Linked DNA regions of Mus musculus: region 1 is linked to region 2. Evidence: chromatin contacts called from public promoter capture Hi-C data. All regions are on one chromosome and are shown on one strand. Each heading gives the region's core, a stretch centred on a gene start, on an enhancer-like site or on the middle of the called end of the contact. The rest is flanking DNA. Distances are from core to core; before and after follow the strand shown.

Evidence for each region. Promoter capture Hi-C pulls out the DNA fragments that hold promoters and counts their contacts.
Region 1: a promoter capture Hi-C map of second pharyngeal arch cranial neural crest shows a contact between it and region 2, with 2.5 times the contacts expected there. The contact joins the enhancer-like site here to the promoter of Cntn6 in region 2. A contact is called at or near these places in 9 of 39 promoter capture datasets (embryonic stem cells, frontonasal cranial neural crest, hippocampal neurons and 4 more) and 3 of 484 Hi-C or Micro-C datasets (cerebellar granule neurons, embryonic stem cells and uterus).

What each region holds. Positions count from the first base shown.
Region 1 is chr6:105,100,408-105,104,265 of GRCm38.p6, forward strand. No RefSeq gene overlaps it. Among named protein-coding and RNA genes, the nearest start is that of Gm23339, 130 kb to the right of the region's middle. Within about 2 kb of position 1,859, at least 3 of the 459 cell types and tissues checked have an H3K27ac peak or open chromatin away from gene starts, as enhancers often do. A contact at or near this core is called in second pharyngeal arch cranial neural crest, where this site is marked.
Region 2 is chr6:104,490,404-104,494,537 of GRCm38.p6, forward strand. It overlaps Cntn6 (contactin 6), which reads left to right and starts at 2,641. Exons shown (of 23, transcript NM_017383.3): 1 at 2,641-2,869.

The sequences.
Region 1 (3,858 bases), core at 609-3,108, 610 kb after region 2:
TAGCTTCAACAGAAATAGAGGCAGGAGTAATTGATCCATGCTTTCTATGGAACCGCTTTCTCATATTAACCAGGTTCACCAGTGGTGGCACCTCATATCATGGGCTAAGACACCCCACATCAATAACTAATTGAGAAAATGCCTTCTAGGCTTACATTATAGACATTACGCTATTCCTTACTTAAGATTCCCTTTTCCAGGATAATGATTTTAGTTTGTGTGAAGTTGACAAGAAACTAAACTGGAATAGGGCAGAAGAAAGGAAGGGAGAAAGGGGAGAAAGGTGGAGAGAAACTCATCTAAGGAGAATACCTTTTAAAATCAACAATATATATATATATATATATATAATTTATATATATATATATATATATATTATATATATATAATTTCAGTTTATCATACTATCCTAAGTTAAAGAATATTCGTGGGTGAAAATATTACTGTTTAATTTAATTTTTTGACACTCTAGCCAAGCCTGATTTGGAACTCATTGCTTGGCACCGTATGACCTAAAATTTGTGATACTCTTGCCACAGATTTCCAAATCCTGAGAATACAGATGTGAGCTAAGATGCTCAGCTAGTTGTGATTTTTTTTTATATAAATGATATAAGAATACTAATTTGAGCTAGTATGAACTCAGTCATCCAATAGCTCATAAATAAAGCTGGGCATTAAAACACACACCACAAAAATAAAGTAAAACATACATGTTTCAAGTCACATTAAAATCAGGAGTCCTCCCTATACAAAGGTAACTTTCTTATCTTACATCTTTTTAATTTAGTTTTTAAAGTCTTTTTTAATTTGTGGTAATGTTTTCCTATATGTGTGTAAGTGTACTATGAATGAGGCTGATGCCTGATATCTGAGGAGCCCAGAAAAGCGAGTGAAGTCACTTTTACTAGAGCAAAGATAGTTGTGGGCTTTGGACAATTGAAGTTGGGTACTTAGTGTAAACAAGAACATATTCATTTTTTTATACTAATCATTTCATTTGTTTACATCTCAAATGATAGCCCACTTCCCAGTTACCCTCCACAAGCTCCCCACCCCACAACCTCCCTCTCCTCCCTCCCCTTTGCCTCTATGAAGACGCTCACCCACCCACCCACCCTCTTCCCCTCCAGCATCTCCCTATGCTGGGCATCAAAAGAAAATACTCAACCACTGGGCCATCACTCCAGCTTCTTCCCATCTGTCTTTCTGTCTATGTATCTATCATTCTGTCTTTCTTTCTATCTGTCTGTCTGTCTACATCTCTCTATGCTGGGGTAGAGGGAGTGCACATGTGTATGTGTGTGTGTGTGTAGGAGCTCAGATGCATGTATATGGAGGTCAGAGAATAGCTTTCAAGATTGAGCTATCTTCCTCTCATTGTTTGCAATTCAAGAGTTGATCTAAAGTGCTCAGGTTCAGAGGCAAGCACTTTTACTCACTGAGCCCTGTCACCAGCCCAGACAACTATTAAAACCTAGATGCCTCTTCTACATTCCCTAGGAGGAGACAGCAGTTGACAAATGTTTGTAAACGGGATTTTCTGACACTCCATTTTATGAACACTGTCCTACCTTCTAAGTGTTCAGTCTTCCTCCTCTGTGGGCAAACTCCCCAGTGGGACGTCCTTCTTGGCCCATTAACTGTGCTGAGCATATACTTTGTCACTGCTAAACAGCCTCAGTTCCCAATTACTGGGGAATGGCACCATTAGTTTTACCATCGTTATTTAGTCATAACGATAAGAAACAGAAAATATTAGAGAAAATTGGGGGCCAATTTGAGCCCAATAGAGCTCTTGTTTTTATGAACATACCCATATGCAGCTGCAAGGCTCAGCTCATTAACAGAGACAGGAAGTGTCTGATGCTCTGAAGTCAGCAATGGTTCATGGGAGAAGCTGAGAGTGATCACCCCACCTTTCCTGTTTGTCTACCTTAACTCCAAAGGGAAACTGTACCCATGAAAGTTCACAGTTAATTGTTGTTTCTGTCCTGCAGGACTGGCCAAGGAACACATCCTTAAAAAGAAGAGAACATAAATGTTAAGATAAAGTTTCAGTATATACATCTCAGAAAAACTCAGCTGTAGCACCCATTTATTAGGAGGAATTTTTTCAGGTAGAATTAAAAGGAAGAAAAGTTAACAGCAAACTTTCTGGACATCTCAATCCTGTTACACCAACCTTACAATTCAATCTAAGAGCAGTAAAGGGCTAAGGAATTTTCCTGCTGCATTTGATTTGATTTGGAATAAAAATATGTTTGGCATATATGTGTTTTTTAAAGAAATATAAAAAACTGCTAATTTTGTTTGATGCTTATCCTACTACCATTCTGAAGCAATTTACCAGAATATTTTATTCTGCAGTGAGTACTGTCTGCCCATATGCCATATGATTATGATATGATAATAGTAACCATGTTTTTTTTAAGTTTATAATTTCCAAACCACTTTAAATATTTCCATATGCCCCTCAAATTCTCTACTCCATGTTGCAGACTGGTCAGCTTCTGTCTGTTTCTAAGTCAGCAAATGAAGCCAGGGAACTTCCTCACGCTACCTTTCCAATGTACTCATTTTAATATCATTGTATCTATACATTATGTGTCCATCCCTGTATGGGAAATCATTTTGTAGTATTATAATTATCTCTGGAATTATTTTGGCTCCTTTTTTTCCTGATCTCATAATTTGTTATTTTTCTGTTCACTAACCAAGTATTTTTGCCAAATCCATTCATTTGAACACCAGGATGTTTCCTCATGCCATGCCAAGACATCTACTGGCTTCTCTTACTTTTCTGCCCAAATTATCATGTGTTGCTTCCCATGGATTAATTTTGTCATGCATGTATCTTAAGAGTTCTGTTTGTTGCTTTTTGTCTCTCTGCTGTGGGGAGCTACCTTAGCTGTGGTGAACTTTCCCCACATTACCTGTATAGAGTTATATTTCCCAGTTTCAAGAATGAACCTTTCCCACCATCCTCGGTCTGACCAGAATGGACATGGCTCACCTTGAACTCTTATTTGGAGAGTCCTTCTGCTATTGCAGGTCAGCACATCAAGCAAATGCTGTTCTGAAATGTTATTTATTTCAAATGTATATTTTAAGTTATTTTGGTCAAATGTGTGATGTTTTCCTTTCTTTATTTTAAATTACTGGTTACCTATATGTAAAAAATCATCTTTGGATTTGCTTATTTGTAAGAATAAGTAAAAACAAAATTCCCAATCTTCAAAGAAGACTCCAAAGCATGGAGAGTATTGTTTAAGTTGTGACCAGTCTGTGCATGTACATTGTAAATTCAAATTTTTAAAATTTGCATCATATTTATTGTTATTTTGATTGTGTTTGGCAGTGTCTACATGTGCTATGGCATGAATGTGTTGGTCAGAGATCAGGTGTGAGATTTGTTCTCTCTACCATGTGTATCCTAGGGATCCAACTCCAACTCAGGTTGCTAGGCTGGAGCCATAACAGAGTAAACCACCCCTCTGGCCCTGAATTTATTTTGTCTTTTACCTTGTTAGCTAAGTCCTTGTTGGAGAGATAAGTATTTGAAACCATTACATATCCTGCTGATAGACTTGGTGTGGTGGCATTGTAACTGAAGCATTGCTGGGTGGCTTTTGGTGTGTTTGAATTACATGATATGGTTGTATTTTACTTTGTTACAGTTTGATTGAAAAGAAAATATACTATCAAAATTACTATTTACCTTGTGTTAGTAAAGTTGAATAGGAACTTTAGGAAAGGAAAGACTGAAACACAAAACTACAGCTATCTTACTTTCCTCTGACAGTCAGGCACATTGTGCAATCAGTTCTGTCCCCCTGCATGCTGGAAAACAACTAG
Region 2 (4,134 bases), core at 1,391-3,890:
GATAATTTACAGCAATAGGAAATTGATGAAATACCTTTACATTTCTTCCTTAAGAACATTAAAAGAAATAAAAAAGATAGTCCACTGTCTCGGAGCTTGAGGGAGTTGTCAGAGGCTGGAGAAAGGGGCTATTACTTATACCAAGTGAATTCCACCTCTTGAAAAAAAAATTATGTGCTATAAAATGACTTTTTTCTCATATATCCATAACAAAGATAAGTTAAAATTTTGTTTTCATGCCTACAAAGTTAAAGTTTAAGGTAATATTTAGACTTTATTTTAAGATAATATATTGCAATAAACCTTTCCTCAAATTGGTCCTACCATCAGTTGGAGAAAAAAAATTATGTATTAAGAAAGATCAATCATAGTAGTATAAAATGGTGGTGAGCACACAGACTCCCAACACTTGAGAGACTAGAGTTAGAGGCTAGACTGTCATCATGAAACCCCGTGTTAACTAAAAAATAAAATAAAACCAACAACAACCAAAAAGAATCATCTTCGCTATGAACCTCTTGGTGATAGAGTTTACCTATATGGACAGATGAGTTGCTGGATAGACTAAGTCAAAGAGAAATGCAGTCCATGGGTGTCAGAACATCCAGTTGTACAGACCTTGCTTAACAGACAAATCCAAGTCAGGTTAAAATTGGAGGGATGGTGTTGGACCCATAGTCAAAAGCTCTGACCCAGAATTGTTCTAGTCTAAAGGAACTGCAGGGACAAAAATGGAGAAGAGCAAAAGAGAAAAGAGGTTCAGTTACAGGCACAAATTGAGATCCACCTCAAGCGGAGGTCCCAGGGCCTGATTGATGCTGTGGTATGCTTGCAGATGGGAGACTACCATGGCTTCCCTCCAAAAGGCCCAACAAGTAACTAAGAGTTAGATGCAGATACTAACATCTAACCAATTGACAGAAGTTGGGACCCCTGTGGTTGAATTAGGGAAAAGCTGTAAGAAGCTGAGGAGGAGGGTGACCCATAGGAAGTCCAGCAGACTCAACTGACCCGGACCCCTGAGATCTCCAGACACTGAGCCACCAACCAGGCTGCATATACCAGCTGATATGTGGCCCCCAGCACATATGGCAGAGGACTGCCCAGTCTGGCCTCAGTGAGAAAATATGTACCTACCCCTCGAGAGACTTGAGGCCTCAGGGAGTGGGCAGATCTGGTGAGTTAGGGGAAGGGGGTGGGGACATTCTCTTGGAGACAGGGGTGAAGGTACAGGATGGAGAGAGGTTTTTGGGGGGGAGGGTGTGGCATACCAGAATGGAGGTGAAGACTGGACTGTAAAAACGGATTACAGAATAAAACAAAGTTACCTTTCGACAGAAGTTCATTGGATTTGTGGTTGTAGTTTTCCTAGTATCCATATCCTTTTATTTAAACTTTCAGTGGGGCCTAGCAAACACAGAAGTGGATGCTCACAGTCATCTATAGGATGGATCACAGGGCCCTCAATGGAAGAGCCAGAGAAAGTACCCAAGGAGCTAAAGGAATCTGCAACCCTATAGGTGGAACAACAATATGAACTAACCAGTACCCCCAGAGCTCGTGACTCTAGCTGCATATGTATCAGAAGATGGCCTAGTCGGCCATCACTGGAAAGAGAGGCCCATCGGTCTTGCAAACTATATATGCCTCAGTATAGGGAAACGCCAGGGCCAAGAAGTGGGAGTGGGTGGGTAGCGGAGTGGCAGGGAGGGTATGGGGGACTTTTGGGATAACATTGGAAATGTAAATGAAGAAAATACCTAATAAAAAAAGTAAAAAAAAAGAATATGTCTTTGTGTCAGGACCTGAAAATGTTCTCATGTTTTAGGCATGTTTGGACACATTAGGATCTCTATGTATATGCATGCGCTCTATGTGTGTGTGTTATTTTTCAAGCTGTTAGTCTCTTCAAAAAACATGCCTTGACACAGACATATGAAAAAGTTTAGTCAGAGAGCTCCATGTGAAACACAAAAAGTATTTTTTTAAAAACAAGGAAGAAAAAAAATAAAAAGGCAGAGCTATAACACAAACACCTGCAAACTCCTTCTTGATCCAGGAAACTGTAAACAAACTGTTTCTGAGAACAACACTGTTTCTCTGGACTATTTGAGTCTACTTTATGTCATTTGCCATCTTTAAGAAGCCTAATGCACATTAGTTTTTCATTTGGAAGGGTATAGTGATAGCCCTTTGATTTTATGTCCCCCTTCTCATCACTTTAACTAGCACCAGGAGCTGCTGGCATGCTTCAGAAAGCTTACATTTGAACACAGTCTAAATCTGTACAGACCCTTGACCGGCTTAATCCTTGCTTGTAAATGACAATGCAGAGGAAGAAAAAAAATAAAAAACTACTTCCTTTCCTGTTGGATACCTAATAAGTAGTTAGTCTGACCCAGTTTTCAATAAGAGCGATTTTCTGATGACCCAACAGGAGTGACTATATCTAGTCAAAGAATGAGGGGGGTGAATTTAATCTTTTATGCCACTGGAATGGCAGCTGCTCCCAGCTGCCTGAGTCTGTGAAGGGTGAGGAAGACAGAACTGCCTTTCAGTGTGCAGAGAATTTTCCCTTTGAATATTCCAAACGGGAGCTTTGCACATGTGCCTCAAGAACTAATTGTCTAGGTTCCGTCAGGAATGCAGCAGGAGAGGAGCGTATTTCATGCTTAAGACCAGAGAGGAGCCACGCAATACTCAGTGGATAAAAGGCTTGCAGTCCCAGCTGGGAAAAAGAGTCCCATTATCTCCCAGCTGCATAGACATTCCATACGGCTTGGTTCTGCCTGGATGCACAGCATGCCTGACTGAGGACTCCAGACAGAGTTCTGCAGAAAAATTGTAAAGATCCCGAGACATTTCCCTGGTAAGATCCGTAAGTACAGAATTGCGCTGTCTGCTGCAATGAGAATTTTGCTGGGCAAGCTGCAGCTTTTCTTGCTTTCAATCTCTTTGTATTAGTAAAACAGGTAAACGCTGGGTTTGTGTGTTTGGTGGTGGTGGGGGGGAGTGACTGTTTCATTGATGCTGTGTTTTTATGAAGCTGATGCTTAAAATATGTTTATTCCCCGTGAGAGAAAAATGACTTGAGTCTCTATCGGGGGAGGCAGGATCAAACCAGGCAAAGTAAGATGACAGGTATATTTTTTTAGTGTTTCACTAGTCTTTGCTGCAGTAAAACTAACGGGCAAGACTGGATGACAGTGCTAATTCTAGTACTTTCCGATAGCTACACACCCTTCCAGTAACGGCAGATCAGAAGATGTGCACTGCAATTTTTTTTTCCTCCAAAGGCTGAGGGGTGGGGTTTGCAGTATCTACAGATAATTTAAAGGAACGGTTATAAAACTTTCTTGGGAAGGGCTTTCATAATGAGAGAAACACTAGAGTAGAGGTCAAATGGGTGCACCAAATTTCATCTGACATTTTGGTTGCACCCAGCTTACAGATAATAGCTTGCAGAATCGCCTTTTCTCTCCATTCACAGCAGCTAAGCCTGTTATGATAAGGATCTTTTAATACTTTATGAAAGTTTCAGAACTTGATGGCTTGGGAGCAAAACTTTGCAGAGTTCTGAGATTAGTCACTCTATATGGCTCCAATGTTAACATGATGCTATAACATTGGAGGTTTGGGGGGACGTTGTAGTTCATAATTCTTGTTTCTCCCAATGAAAACGACTACAGTTTAGGTAGTCAGCATCCTGACTATGTCCTCTGAGAGGCAGTCACAGAATGACAAATATTATGGCAAAGATATAATGAGAATTAAAAAAAAAAACAGAGAGAGCAGTGGCATTGTAAAAAAAATCATCTTGAAAATAAGGGATACATATTGTTGTTCTACAGTGACAGTGTTTCTCAAAGATATCTATAAACCAAGGAGCCATATGTTGGCTGTTGAAAGTCTTGTTCTGAGCAGTTCTTATTTATCTGATGGATTTGTTCATTATCTTTTAAAGACATTATTGTTGTAATATGTCACCAATTTATGTGCACCACAAACTACAATAAAATAAGATATTTGAACACTGTTTTGCTACACCCCCACACACGTGAAAAATGTATACATACATTTTCGCAAAACAAACATATGCCCACAAAAATGCTGGCACAATTTGTACAGCAAACA